Linked DNA regions of Sus scrofa: region 1 is linked to region 2. The links are chromatin contacts, called in public Hi-C maps. All regions are on one chromosome and are shown on one strand. The core of a region is the stretch at or near the end of the contact, and the rest is flanking DNA. Distances in the headings are between cores, read along the strand shown. Region 1 holds the start of LRRN4 (leucine-rich repeat neuronal protein 4). Region 2 has its middle 89 kb from the start of GPCPD1.

Region 1 (7,690 bases), core at 3,603-6,102, 520 kb after region 2:
AAGAAAAAAAAAGAACATTCTTCTGAGAAAAGCCCATAGGTTTCACAGACTGCTACAAAAGTCCACAGCACAAAAGTGCACTGACTCTTTAGTCCGCTTGCCTCTGGCTCCCTTGAGAATGAATGCCACCAACACCCCACATTTTGCCAGATCCTATGGCATCAGACAAAGGGGTGGGGACAGGGCTAGCAGGCGCAAGTAGGGTGGGAAATGACATACAAAAATAAGTTATAAGAAGTGGAAATAGCCAAGGACCTTAAGAAGGCGTATCAGGAAGCTTGGAGAAATACCGAGGCAGCATTCTGATCACACGGAGAGTTTCAATAGGGAGGAAAGACTCAACAAGAGGCTCGATGGACAGAGAGGTGTCTACTGGACAGAGCAGCTGAAGTGCCACTGGTTCCATTCCATCACGAAGCTGAAGTGGGTGGTCAGATGGTAGTGAATTGAGAAGTGTAGGGATAAGAGGAAGCAACCACCACTTCTGAACAACAGGCCTGCTTTTCTTGGGGTTTGGGCTGCCTTTCTCCACCTGGTGAGTTTGAACTCACCTTTGAAGACATGGATCGCTTTTGTTGGTCCATTCTGTTGGAACTGCTCACTAACCGCACTTGCCTTATAACACTGTAACCTGGTGTGTGCCTGTTACTGATCCCCATGCATCATGACAATTGGCAGATGTTTGCTGCCAGCACTGAACTGTGCACCCCCTAAGGGTAGGGTCCTTGCTGTCATTACCGCCACCACCACAATCATCGCCATCAACACCATCAATGTCACTGGTGTCTTCACCACTATTTCCATCAGCATCATCGCCATTATCACCTGATGCCTCCTCTGCCATCTCTGTGCTGAGGATGCTCCGTTAGGTACCTCCAGCCCAGGCCTTCCATGAACTCCAGGCCCCTGTATCTAGCTGACTGCTAGATGCTGAAGGACCTATGAGACATACGAGATGCCCAGTAGTCATAACACCAACCTCTCGTTCTGTGCCAGGCACTGTTCTAGGCATGTATCAAAGCATTTCCTCTCACAACAATCCAGTAGGGGAGAATTGGAGGATTATTCCCATTTCACAGAGGGGGAAACTGAGCCACAGAGGCATTAAGCAACTTGCTCCATGTCACTCAGCTAGTAAGTGGTACAGACAGGATTGAGCACAGGCAGTTCGGTTCCATATCTGATAACCTTAAACAATGCTGCATCAGCCTGAAACTCAAAGGAGGAGCCCGAGCCAGAGGTGCTGTCTTTTTCACCCGCATCATCTCCAGTTCACCATCGTTACCTCCATCATCACAGTCACCGTTACCACCATCACCGTCATATCCTGTCCCCTCCATCGCAGCCACTGTCATCTTCACTTATGTTATAGAGGGCATACAATGTGCCAGGCATTGAGCTAAAGGCTTTGCGCATTCTATCTCCTTTCCCCTCATGAGAAGCCCCAGAGTGAAGAAAACTGGAGCTAGCAGATACAAAAGTAGAAGTGGCTACAAAGAGAGTGATGGTGAGGCCTCAGAGCTTGCTTCCCCAGGCCCAGCTGGGGGCTGCTAGGAAATGAGGTCGCCTGAAATCATCTTCAAAGGGACACTGCTCTTCCTGCTGGAAGCCAGGACAGTAGTTGCTCTTGAGAAGGAGGGTGGATGGAGTTTCCATTGTGGCCCAGCGGAAACGAATCCGACCAGTGTCCACGAGGATGCGGGTTTGCTCCCTGGCCTTGCTCAGCGGGTCGGGGATCCGGTGTGGCCCTGAGCTGTGGTGTAGATCGCAGATGTGGCTCAGATCCTGCACTGCTGTGGCTGTGGTGCAAGCAGGATCTGCTCAAGGCCTGGAAGGGGTGGCTTTCATAAACACATGGGGAAGCAGGTGGATGGAGTAATAGAGACCATCCTGATGCCCTTATCCCCTCTTCCCACTGCGAGCTTTTCATCCTGGGCTTAAAGGAAAATTTGTCTGCATGAGAGTTTTGAGTTTCGCTTCTGTTTTTTAGGGCTGCACCTGCAGCATAGAGACATTCCCAGGCTATAGATCTACCTGGAGCTGCAGCTGCCAGGCTAGACCACAGCCACAGCCACACCAGATCCATTGCCACATCTGTGACTTGCAGCAATGCTGGATCTTTAACTCACTGAGCGAGGCCAGGGATTGAACCCAAATCTTCACGAACACTATGAGGCAGGTTCTTAACCTTCTGAGCCACAATGAGAACTCCTGGAATTTTTCTTTTTCTTTTTTGGCTGCACCAACAGCATATGGAAGTTCCTGGGCCAGGGATTGAATCCAAGTCACAACTGTGGCAACGCCAGACCCTCAAGCCACTTCAACAGGCTGGGGATCCAAATGGCATCACAACAGAGACAAGCCATATCCTTAAGCCACTGTGCCACAGTGGGAACTCGGAGAGTCTGGAGTTCTAATGTGGCTCTGGGCAGGACTGAGTTGCCTGGTTTTTATGCTGGATGGACTCTCTGGGACATGCCCATATTACCACCAAAAGGATGAGGAAGAACAAGACCCTGGCGAGGACTCAAAGGAGCAGAGGGAGGACAAGTAAGGTCTAGTCTGCTCTATTAAATAGTTACACCTCTTTAACTCATTACAATGGGCAAAAGTCAGTCATCTGATTCAGGAAAACTTACTTTTGGAATAGAAGGACCTGTAGGTGAGGCGTGTCTTGAAAGATGTGTGTATGGACAGAGGTAAGTGCTGGTGAATCTTGACCGTCCAGCTCCTGCAGCTCAGGGGTCATCTTGAAAATATCCCCCTCCAAGTTCCTCAGCCTGGACATCTTCCTCAGGTAGAGGGACCTGAGCCTGGGCAGGTCTCTGATCCATCCTGCCTGAACTGAAACACAGAGGAGAAGCTGTCCACTACCCAGAAGGAGGCTGGCTTGGCATTAAGGAAAAGAGGAGAGTAACAAGGTGACTGGTGAAGGTCACTGAGGAGCATGGGCAGAGTGGGCAGCTTTGGGAATCTCTGATGTGTGGGCCATGTCACCTGGAAGGGTCCTCAGAAACAACCGGTCCTTCCTTTTCCAGCCCCAGGTGGCTGAGGCTCCAGAAGAGAAAGACTGGCTAAAGGCCACACAGTGGTCAGGGTCAGGGCCAGCACTTGGCCCCAGGACACTCTCCAAGTCCGCTGTTGCTCCATCCTCTTGATAAACCCCACACGGAAGCACCCCAGCCTTCACTCTGCTGTCTCCCTGGAGTGGATAAATCTTGAGGGAATGCAAGGGAGAACGAGAAAAGGAGCGAGGCTAGAGGCAGCCCAGAAACCCAATTTCGTGCCTCTCCTAATAAATAGAGAACCTGAGGCTTCCCCTCTGTTTCCTGCTCTTGTTCTTTGTTCTCCTGTTGATGATGGAACAGGTGATACGGTGTGTTTTAAAAATAAAACCAACCCTGTGAATCAGAGTCAGAATATGTTAAGTACAGGAGAAGAGGCACTCTTTCCTCCCTCCTTTATCTTGTTTGAAGGATGCAACATTCACAGAAATAATTTTGGCCAACCGAGTAGAAATCAATGACTGCATCCTCAGAGCATCGAGTGCTTCACGTTAACTAAATGTTTGGTACCAAATTCATCTATCGGCCTCCGAAGTGTTGCATCCACCCCCGCCCCCACCTCCCCATTCTACAAGCATTGACCAACTCTGCTGGGGAGCAGAACAAAGCAGCTAAAAGTGTGGGCTCTGGACCCAGAACGCCAGACTTCTGATGTGGAGGCATCGCTGACGACCTGTGAGGCCGCACGCCAGCCACTCCTCTTTCTGTCCACCGGTTCCCTCCCATGCAGAACGGAGATAGTCCCCACCTCTTGGGACTCGAGGAGTGAAGCTTCCTGGGACTCAGGGAGTGAAGCTTCTTGGGACTCAGGGCCTGTAGGTGGGGAGCTTCAAACAGGGTGGTCTGGGCTTGGGGAACCTCGGAGCAGGGTGTCTTTGAGCGGTCCTGCCAGCAGGTGCCTGGGGCAGCGCCCCTGGAGAAAGTTCACGGCCCTCCCTCCCCAGGTTTCCGGGCGCCCACACTCACCGCGCGGGAGGAACGTGCCACTGAGGACCAGGACCTCGAGCGCGGCCAGGGGCGCGCCGCCTGCCCGGGTGAAGGTGGCGTCGGCGATGCCCTCTTGGTCGTCGCGGCCCAGCGCGGGGCAGGACAGGTTGAGCAGGCGCAGCTCGGGGAAGCAGGTAGAGGCCCCGGGCTGCAGCGCCCGCTGCGGGTTTCCGGCCAGCGCCAGCACGCGGAGGCTGGGCAGCTCCGGCCCGGCGCACGGCGGCAGGGCCGCCAGCAGATTGTAGCTGAGGTCGAGCGTGCGCAGGCCCGCGGGAGCGCCGGGGCCCCAGCGCGGCGCGGCGATGCGGTTGTGGAGCAGATTCAGCACCCGCAGCCGCGGCAGGTGGCCGAGCTCGGGCGCTCTCAGGGAACGCAGCAGGTTCTGGCTGCCGTCGAGGTCGCGCAGCGTGCTCGGTAGGCGGCCGGGCAGGCGCTCCAGGCTGCGGTTCGCCAGGGTCAGGGTCGTGACCCCCGCGGCGGCCGGCCCCTCGCAGTGCAAGACGGTGGCGTTGCCGGCCCCGCTCACCCAGGGGCCTTGCTCAGTGAGCTGGAAAACGACGGACTTCTGGAGAGGCTAGCAGCAGCACCACCACCACCAGAGCCCAGCACCACATGGCTAGGGAGAGAAGAGCAAGTGGGCAGCCCTCTAAATGCATCGGAAGCCCCATACGAAGGGGCAGATGTGCCCCCTACCCTCAGCTCCCAGGAGCCCAGCCCTGGATGTACCCTGAAAGGCAGGGTACGTTCCTCTGCATCACTGGATGTGCAGTGACTTGGCCCCTGCCTGCTTTCCCCCGTCATCTCTGGCACCTTCTGCCCTTCCTTCCCCAGCTTTTCCTTTCCCCGTAATTCACTCCAGGGTTACCATCCACAGGTGACCTCCTGCAGAAGGTCTCACCCTGAACCTCACAGTCACCTTCTCCCTTTGCGTGTTCCCATCCCATGAGCTTCTGAAGGGAAAGGAACAGTGGCCTTTATCTCTGAAGACGCTCCCCCAACCCCCAGGGGTGCAGATGCTGCTACATAAATGTATATTAATAACGTGCCCGAGGATGGCCTCAGTCTGGAAGAAGCTCAGCCAACATATGAACATGGGATTTGAGGAAGATTTTATTGGTTCCAGCGACACTTGGTTGCCCAATTTTTCAGCTTGGAACTGCCCAACCACAGGTGAGTCCAGCTGGCCTGTGACTCAGTTGCAGGTCATATTTTAAATTAAGTTCTGGGGAGTTTTCACTGTGGGTCAGCAGTAGTGAATTGGACTAGTATCTATGAGGACACAGGTTCAAACCTGTGGGTTAAGAATCTGCTGTGGCTGTGGCAGAGGCTGGTAGCTGCAGCAGCTGCAGCTCTAATTCGACTCCTCACTTGGGAACTTCCATATGCCTCGGGTGTGGTTCTAAAAAGATACATACATACGTTCTGAGGTCCCTTTCTTGGGAGGGCACTCAGGGTTGCCTTCAAGGAAGAAAGGAGCCCCAGGATGCTTGGGGACCTGGAGCCAAGCATGTCTTGGTTCCCATTTGATCCTGAAGTCAGCCCTGCCCAGAAGGGAGGGCTGAGGGCTGCTAGGTATGGGGGTTTTGGAGTACCCAGGATTTCACAGGGCAGCTGGAAGATCAGGTTGGGGTAGATCAGGCAGCCATGGGCTGATGTGGGAGCAGCCAAGCTACTTCCAACCAGGTTCTGGCCTTGAGGTCACTACTTGACATCCCCTTCTTTCTGCAGGTGTGTATTCCGGCTCCAGCTGTCTCTGAGGACCACTAGGTCCCTGGCTTCAGGGAAAGGGCCACCCTCTTGCTAGCTGGAAGTTAAGGCAGTGAGAAAGATCCTGGAAACTGAGGCTAGGAGTCCATGTGTTCAGCAGTATGTCACACTCACCTGAAAATGATCCTTTTGGAGGGTGGCAGCCCCAGAGGCCTGTCTGCAGTCTTCGATCTGGCCTTATAGAGTCCAGGAGCCATGGCTTAGCAGCTCAACTTTGAATTTCCGAAGGAGGCCTGTTCCTCAGATACCCCTGGCCCCAGCCACTCAGGGATCCTGAGACACCCCAGCCCCTGCAGCCCCTCCTTCCCTGCAGAGACACTGTGGTCTTCAGCCAACATCCTCACTGCTGCCTCCTCCTTCTCCTGGGCCTGAGCTGCCCCTTTCCAGGCTTGGCACCTCCCCCATCTTCACCTGGCCTTATGCCAGCCACCCTTCCGGGGCCTGAGAAATGGAAGGAGTCAGCTCTTTGGGCTGAGGTGAGTGCGAGGGCTGATGGGTGCAGTGACACAGAGGCAGCCCCATCATGTCCAGGAATCTAGTCCTGCTGCCAGGTGGTTCCCATTTCCTGGGATCATTGGAGGCTGATGGTGAGCTGGCCTGAGGAGGAAGCCCCCTGCCCTCCAAAGAGGAAGTTACCTCCGTCCATAGGAGAGATTTTTTGGAAAAAAGCAGCAAGAGTAGGGGGTCCTCAGAGGCTGTGAGAACAGGGCAGGCACAGGGCAGATCCAGGAGTCCCCAGGAAGTGTTGGTTTGGTTTCTCTGGGATCTAGTTCAGTGACAGCAGGGATGCTTATCTCTCATAAGGAGTGGGACTTGATAAAGAAGGCAGGGTGTGTGCACAGATGCTGAGACTGACTTCATCCTGTCTCCTGTCAGTCCTTATCTGAGAGGCCCTGAGGAACTCCAGGGCCTGTTTAATTGCATGATTACAAATCCTTAGAATCTCCTTTGTGGCCATCTCCACCCAAGCTCAAAAATCTCCTGTCAGCCTAAGTGTCAGCCCTTGGCCTTGCTGCTCAGAAATGTACCTTCATCAGTCCCCCGTGGGGGCGGGGAGAGGCTGTTCTCCAAGGAGACCTATAAAGAGGTCCCCAGAGAGTGACAGCATGTTCTTCTATATACCAGTGGGGCCAGGGGCCTGGATAGGCCCCTGACTGAGGAACCTGGAGGTCATTGTTTGGCATTTGTCGGAGCCTCAGGCCCTCTGAAGCAGCTTCTTGTCCCTGCTGCTAGCTCACCAATGGCCAAGCTCAGACACTGGGTCAGTCTGTTCAGGGCAGGTCCCTGCTGCCACTGGTGAGCTAGCCCAGTTGGGCCTTTGAGCTGGGGAGTCTGATGGCAGGTCCTGCATGGCAAGTGTTTGCTTAGAGGTCTCACCCACGGTGTCGGATTGGCCTTGCCCCAGTGGGTGCACTCTGCTTGTCACCAGCAGTCCCTGACCCCTTTTATTGTTTATTTATTTTGTCTTTTGTCTCTTTAGGGCTGCAACCGTGGCATATGCAGGTTCCCAGGCTAAGGGTTGAATCAAAGCTATAGCTGCCGGCCTACGCCACAACCACAGCAATGCCAGATCCGAGCCATGGCGAGATCTACAGCACAGCTCATGGCAACGCCGTCTTTAACCTACTGAGCAAGGCAGGGATCGAACCTGCATCCTCATGGCTATTAATCAGATTCGTTCCCGCTGAGCCACAAGGGCACCTCCACAACCTAATTTTAGAACATTTCCATCCCAAACTCTCATCCTTCCCCCACAACCTGGATCCTTTGGTAACCATAAGTATTTCAAAGTCTATGAATTTCTGTTCTGCAAATGAGTTCTTTGGATCCTTTTTTAAGCTTCTACATATAAGTGATATCTTACGACGTTT
Region 2 (6,868 bases), core at 2,566-5,065:
ACTATCTTATAGTGAGTTTTAATTTTATTTTACATTATCTAATGCAAAAAAAATTACCACTGTTTTTTTCCCTAAATCTGATCTAGCTCTTCTTGTTAACATGTCTATGTAGCATACTGCCCCCAGGTTTAAGACTTAAAACAAAAACAATCGTTTGTTGGAGTTCCTCTTGTGGTTCAGAGATAACAAACCCAACTAGCATCCATGAGGACACGGGTTCAATTCCTGGCCCCACTCAGTGGGTTAAGGATCAGACAAGGCTGTGAGCGTTGCTGTGGCTGTGACTGGCAGCTGCAGCTCTGATTCGACCTCTCGTCTGGGACCTTCCATATGCCACTGGGTGCGGCCCTAAAAAGACAAAAATAAAAATTTTTTAAAAACCCAATAATCATCTGTTATTTCTCATGGTTTCAGTGAGTGACTCAAGAATTCAGACAGCTCAGCCAGGTGTCAAACTCAAGGTCTCTCATGATGTTGTAGTCAGATGTCAGCTGGGGTTGGAGGTCCCTCTTCCCAGGGGGGGTTCACATATAGCTGGCAAGCTGATACTGGTCACTGGCAGGAATCCTTGCTTCTTTTCCGGGTGTATCCATCTCTGAAGGGGCTTGAGTGACCTCACAGAGTGGTGGCCGGCTTCCCCCGAAAAAATGACCCAAGAAGCCGCAATGCCTTTTGTGACTTAGCCCAGGAATCCATCTACCATCACTTCTGCCAAACGCTACTGGTCCCCCAGGGCCAGGCCTGATGTGATGGGAGGGAATGGGCAAGTCGGTGAATACCAGGAGGAAGGGAGCACTGTGGGCTCTTGTGGAGAATGCCCCCCACATACAGAAGTTAGGATTCAGATCCAAGCCTCATCATGCTGCCCTCCTCAAATAGCCTCTTCGAATTTGGGGTGCTTCTGAGAGGGGTGTCACCTTAAGCCTGCAACGTGGAACAGATAAATAGATTATGCTAAGAAAGGTGTGAGAGAGGCAGAGAAGCCAGGTGCTTGGGGATGGTATGAAGCAAGAGGCAAGGCGCAGGGGAGGGAATGAACAAAGGATGGGGCCAAGAAGAAAAGTTGGGTCTAATTAACTTCTGCCCACTGTACATCTCCCTTTTTTGTCTGGCATCAGCTATCAGAATGACTCCATAGGGAGTGGCTCCATGGGTTAAGAACCCAACTAGTATCCATGAGGATGCAGGTTCATCCCTGGCCTTGCTCAGTGGCTTAAAGGATCCAGCATTGCCATGAGCTGTGGTGGGGTCGCAGATGCCAGCTCAGATCTGGTGTTGCTGTGGCTGTGGCACAGGCCAGCAGCTGTAGCTCGAATTGGACCCCTAGCCTAAGAACTTCCATATGCCCCAGGAGTGTCCCTAAAAATTAAAAAATAAAATAAAAAATAAAAAAGAACGACTCCATGGGTGAATCTCTAAGCACTCTTTTTTTTAAGCATTTTTTTAATTTGGTGAATTTTATTATATAGATAGTTGTACAACCATCATCACAACCTGATTTTGAACATAAGCACTCTTTTATACCAGTAACAATGCTACAAAAAGCTTCCACTTAGGAGTCTGGATTTCCTTAAGTAGTACCACGTTTTTACACGAGAAACTCACTAGTTCCTGACCAGAAAGACTTCAACTTACTGAGTTTATCCAGATCTTCAAGAAACCATCTAATCCAGGTCGCTCCTCTGATGTTTGCAGAACAGAGCCTCAGTTGGAAACAATGCAGGGAGCAACTTGGTACTTTTCTCTTTTTCTTCTGGTTTATTCTATATTGATATTAGTTTAAGTGCTTCTTTGGTGGTGAATTCTGCACTAGTTAAACTCTGAAAATTGAAGCCTTGAGGCTTTCATAGGATATAACTGCTGACTTACTGTGGTGAGATAATATAAATACTGCTCTAAAATCTAATGACTGTGATCATTTTTCACGTAGTATAATTTTCATTATTTTGGAGGGGTGTTTATTTATTTATTTATTTTTATTTCCCTATATATATTTTTTTTTCCTACTGTACAGCATGGTGACCCAGTTACACACACATGTATACATTAATTTCCATTATTTTGAAAGGCTGGCCATAAGTTGGGATCTTGGAAGAACAGCTCTTTTCTTGGAGATCTTAGTTTTCATCATTAAGTTTTTCTTCTTCATATTTCTTTCCCTTTATACTTGTTTATACAGCCTCTCTTCATTTCTCCCTTGTTGTTGACACTAACGTCAGCCATAAGTGAGACCTTGGGATTCATTGCTTGACAAGTAAATGATTGTTGTTTACCTGCTTGTATCATTACGTTAGAGGTGTTTGCACAAATATCTCATTTAATGCATATTATGTCTTGGTAAAGTAGATAGGACAGGCTTCATGCCCATTTTACAGATGTAGAAGACAAATCCCCATAGACTTGAGGCACTGTGGGGGTTGCTTAGATGCAGCTGGCCCCTCCACCCCCACAGTATGTCTCCCTCCTTTAGGATTATCCTGCCTGGATTACTATGGCCTGGAAAACCTGAGACACTTTATGAACACATGCCTTCATCTACAAAAAGTCATGCTAGGGGAAAAACTACCCTAGACCAAGATCTGCACTGGGTTGCTGGTGAGCTCTCTGTTACTTTAAAAATTACTCAAAGTCATTTTTCCTTTTTAATTCAAAGGAAGGGTCACACTAGAGAGGATTGCAGAAAACCATTTAAGAACCAACCAGAGTTATTGGAACTGACATCTTGCTATAGATGTCAGTTTCTTATGAGATAAAATGTTCAGAAACACCTTGTTCTCCCTCTCCTTACCCTTCTTTGTCTCTCTCCCCAGGCTGCCCCCAGCCCCAGTGGTGCCTCATTCTGTTGTCTGTCCCTCTACCATTATACACAAGAATGAGTCAGACACACTTTGCACAAAACACATCATCTTGTGTTTTGGAAGAATTTGCGCAACTAGTTTCCTCCTGCACATACCTATTTTAGGCTCACTTTTTTTTTTTTGCCTTTTCGAGGGCCACTTCCCACGGCATATGGAGGTTCCCAGGCTAGGGGTCCAATCGGAGCTGTAGCCACAGGCCTACGCCAGAGCCACAGCAACGCGGGATCGGAGCCGCGTCTGCAACCTGCACCACAGCTCATGGCAACGACGGATCCTTAACCCGCTGAGCAAGGCCACGGATTGAACCCGCAACCTCATGGTTCCTAGTCGGATTCATTAACCACTGCGCCACGACAGGAACTCCTAGGCTCACTTCTAAAGCCAGGGCTGGTTCTGCTTTCCTGGATCTTTCACTGCCCTGGTGGAATGGGTTATCTCAGGAAGAATATGGAGAGCGCCCAGGATATCAGCAGTCCCTACTGCAGGAAGTGCTGGTTTCCACAACCGTCCCGCCCCGAGAGAGGCAGAAACGAGGGCGTGCAGCTTCCTTGTGAACTAAACAGCACAGGCCACCGCCCTGGAGGGTTGGAAGAAGCCAACATCATCCCAGCACAGGCTGGAACAGGAGCCAAGCCATTTTATAGAGTGAACCTGGCCAAGAGTACAGAATGATCTCCTTCATGTCACACTTCCGGAGGTCAGTAAAGCAGGGACCAGCTCAGGGCTCAAGGCACCTTTGCACTAACCAAATTGCCTTTTACCAGTCTTACTCGTTATCCAGCAAACAATGGGTCATCAATTTGGTGATTTTGTTGCCTCTGCTCCACCGGGGGAAATGTCACCAAACTAAATACCTGTGTCCTGAGACCCAGGCAAGCTGCACGGGGCTTAGGTGTCCCTACCTCTGGGGGACAGCCCAGGGTTTGGGAGAAGTCAAAAGGACTGAAGCGCGGCCTCAAGATTTTGCACAGAGCGCCCTCTCGTGGCCAACTGGATAGAAACCATTTTTACTCCCTGTCTGAAACGCAAAGTCTTTGTGGCCAAAGTATTTTTTCGTTGCTTCTCTTGGGACTTTGCTCCTCCCTCATTAAGGCGCTCTCCTGCCTATTCTGTGCAAGACAAATTTACTTCTTACTACATCCCTGGACTAGTCGACTCCCTGACGATAATGCCTTTGCCTGTCAGTCGTACGGTGATTGGAGCTAAGGGAACTCAAAAAAAAGGCATTGCTGAAGCCGCTCAGGAACCGGCTCGCTGACCATATTTCGGAGCAAGTGGGGCCGAGCCGCAGGGGAGCCGGCGAGGGGTTGGGGGATGCAGAGCAAGGAGGAACGAGGGTCAGCTACAGAGACCCAGGAAGACTTTCTGGAATGCCAAGGTCGGAGTTTCCCGGGAGAAACTGGATTTCGGGCGAGGGGGAGGAGTCAGGGTCGCCGTGGGCGGGGAGGAGAGGGCGTGGCTAACTCATCCCTCCTGGTTTCCCCTTCTCGCGGCCCTGCTCTTTCCCTCAGTCCTCACTGGCACAGTTCCAAGAACTCTGCAAGTCACGGCAACACCAGTGTCCACTTTCCAGGAGAAGGTTGGGCCGGTCCCTAGGCCTCTTCAGACCGACCTCCCCTCCTTCCCCCTCGGCGTCTCCTGTGGTCCTTCTCGCTGCCCACGCCTCCCTTCTCCACTCTGCCTCTGAGCAGCGGGATTCCTGAAGCCAGCACTGGCCCGGGCACAGACTGGACACTGTGTGGATCAAGGCGGGGGAAAACGGTTCTTCAACAGGAGCTGAAGGAACGTAGAAAGATCTAAGGCAGACTGACGGAAAAGTCCTGGAAGGGAGACAGAAAAGGGCCTTTACTTTGCATCAAACAGAAGCTGCAGACAGGGTCACTCTTGGAGAGTCAGAAGGCGTGAGGAGTTCCCGCAGGGGCCATGCTGTCGAGTTGAAGCTGAAGAAAGAGGGGGCTGGAACTCCTGTGGAGGTGACAATAGCACCTGGCAAGCAGGATGGTGGGGAGAAGCTGGGAGTAAAGGACAGGAGGACTTGGGGGCAGTTTAAAGGAGGGCACTTGGCTTATTTTGCCTGGATTGGAGGGCTAGAGTGTATTTGTCTTTTTTTTTTTTTTTTTTTTTTAATGTCTTTTCAGGGCTGCACCTGTGGCATATGGAAGTTCCCAGGCTAGGGGCTGAATCGAAGCTTCAGCTGCCGGCTTAGCCACAGCCACAGCAATGCCAGACTCCAGCTGTGTCTGCAAACTATACCACAGCTCATGGCACCACCGTATCCCCGACCCACTGAGCAAGGCCAGGGATCAAACCCGCATCCTCATGGATACTAGTCGGATTCGTCTCCACTGCACCAAAGAGGAACTCTTATTTGTCTTTTATGAGACCTATAGATGGTCTTTCTAAGGCACAAGGGTGCCGTTGAGGGTTGGGGAGCCAGAGAGTGATGGTATATTGGCGAAGATTCTATAGGCAGGAGTTTCCTTTCCACACTGGTTTCTGTGACAAGACACCAGCTCTCACTGTGGTTCCTGCACGTGCCTCGTGTCCTGCCTGGGCACCATGCCTTGTGGATGGGCTGGCTGCCCCTCATGCCTTTAGGGTCTGCCTGCAGTTTTTAGAGCTCCTGCTCCCTCAGGTGAGTGAGGAAGAGGCCACGAGCATCACTCAGAGAGAATGCACTTGAGGCCAACTGGGTGCCTGAGAGAAGAAGACCAGCAACGGGACACAGATGTGCGTCCCAGGTTGCTTGGGCTTCACCTGAATCTTCTACCTGCCAGCTGAAGGGCCTGTAAGCAAGCTCTGTGTCCTCTCAGTTTCGGGGAGCCTCTGACCACCATGCCACCCTCTCCCTGTCATCCATGCAGCCTGTCCTTTCTACTGGTTTCCAGATTTGAATGCATAGTTTGATGGGGAGGTGGCATTCTCTAAGAACTCCCCTGTGGGCTGATTACAGTTATTTTCAAAACCTAAAAACAATGCTAACAATAATACCATCTATTGAGTACTTATTACATACAAGGCACTTGAATAAGCCCTTTAGATACACGAGCTATTTTAATCCTTAAAATTAACCTATGATAGGTGTTAGGATGCGTACTTGCGGATGAGGAGGCTACTAAAGGTGAAGTGACTTGTCCCAGAAAGTCCCCAAATTTGGGATTTAAACCCTCTGTGCCAGAACCCAAGTCCTCAATCTCTGTGGCAGTGATTCGTAAGGGTCATCCACAGACTGCCTGCGGTAAAACAGGTTCCCGTAGACCATGATGGAAGATAATATAAGAAAAGGAATGTGTGTATATGTATGACTGGGTCACTTTGCTGTAAAGCAGAAATTGGTACGACACTGTAAATCAACTCTTTCTTTCTTCCTTCCTTCCTTTCCTTCCCTCCCTCCCTCCTTCCTTCCTTCCTTTCTTTCTTTCTCACTCCCTCCTTCTTTCTTTCCTTCTTTTTGCTTTTTAGGGCTGCACTTGCTGCATATGGAAGTTCCCAGGCCAGGGGTCGAATTGGAGCTCAGTTGCTGTCCTACACCACAGCTGCAGCAACACAGGATCCGATCCACGTCCGCAACCTACATCACAGCTCAGGGCAACACTGGATCCCTGACCCACGGAGCAAGGCCAGGGATTGAACCCGCATCCTCATGGATACTAGTCGGATTCGTTTCCACTGCACCACAATGGGATCTCCCAATCAACTATACATTAATAAGAATATATAAAACAGAATAATATACATCCAGAAAAGTTCATGAGTGTGTAGCAAGGTGAATTTTCACAAAGAAAATACAAGAGTTTCACCAGCAACTAGAGGAAGGAATCAAACATCAACCTGCAGGTTAAAAAAAAAAAAAAAAAGCAAGTTCCCAGCCCCCAACCCAGCCCAAACTGACTGAATCCCCTCTAGCATGGGGGGACTACACCCCTACCCTCTGGCATGGGGATTCGCTGCAGAGGTGGGGCAGATATTTCCCAAAGATGGCCATATCTATATGTTTATTCCAGGCCACC

What was found. Hi-C and Micro-C count contacts between places; a contact is called where the count stands out from the background.
Region 1: a contact with region 2 is called in a Hi-C map of retroperitoneal adipose tissue, with 2.2 times the contacts expected there. The contact joins the promoter of LRRN4 here to the enhancer-like site in region 2. A contact is called at or near these places in 7 of 47 Hi-C or Micro-C datasets (embryonic fibroblasts, fetal heart ventricle, heart right ventricle and 3 more).

What each region holds. Positions count from the first base shown.
Region 1 is chr17:14,903,260-14,910,949 of Sscrofa11.1, forward strand. LRRN4 (leucine-rich repeat neuronal protein 4) reads right to left here and starts at 4,853. Exons shown (of 7, transcript XM_003359892.3): 1 at 4,746-4,853; 2 at 4,032-4,626; 3 at 2,640-2,844. The coding sequence starts at 4,853.
Region 2 is chr17:14,384,211-14,391,078 of Sscrofa11.1, forward strand. No RefSeq gene overlaps it. Among named protein-coding and RNA genes, the nearest start is that of GPCPD1, 89 kb to the right of the region's middle. Within about 2 kb of position 3,816, at least 23 of the 83 cell types and tissues checked have an H3K27ac peak or open chromatin away from gene starts, as enhancers often do. A contact at or near this core is called in retroperitoneal adipose tissue and subcutaneous adipose tissue, where this site is marked.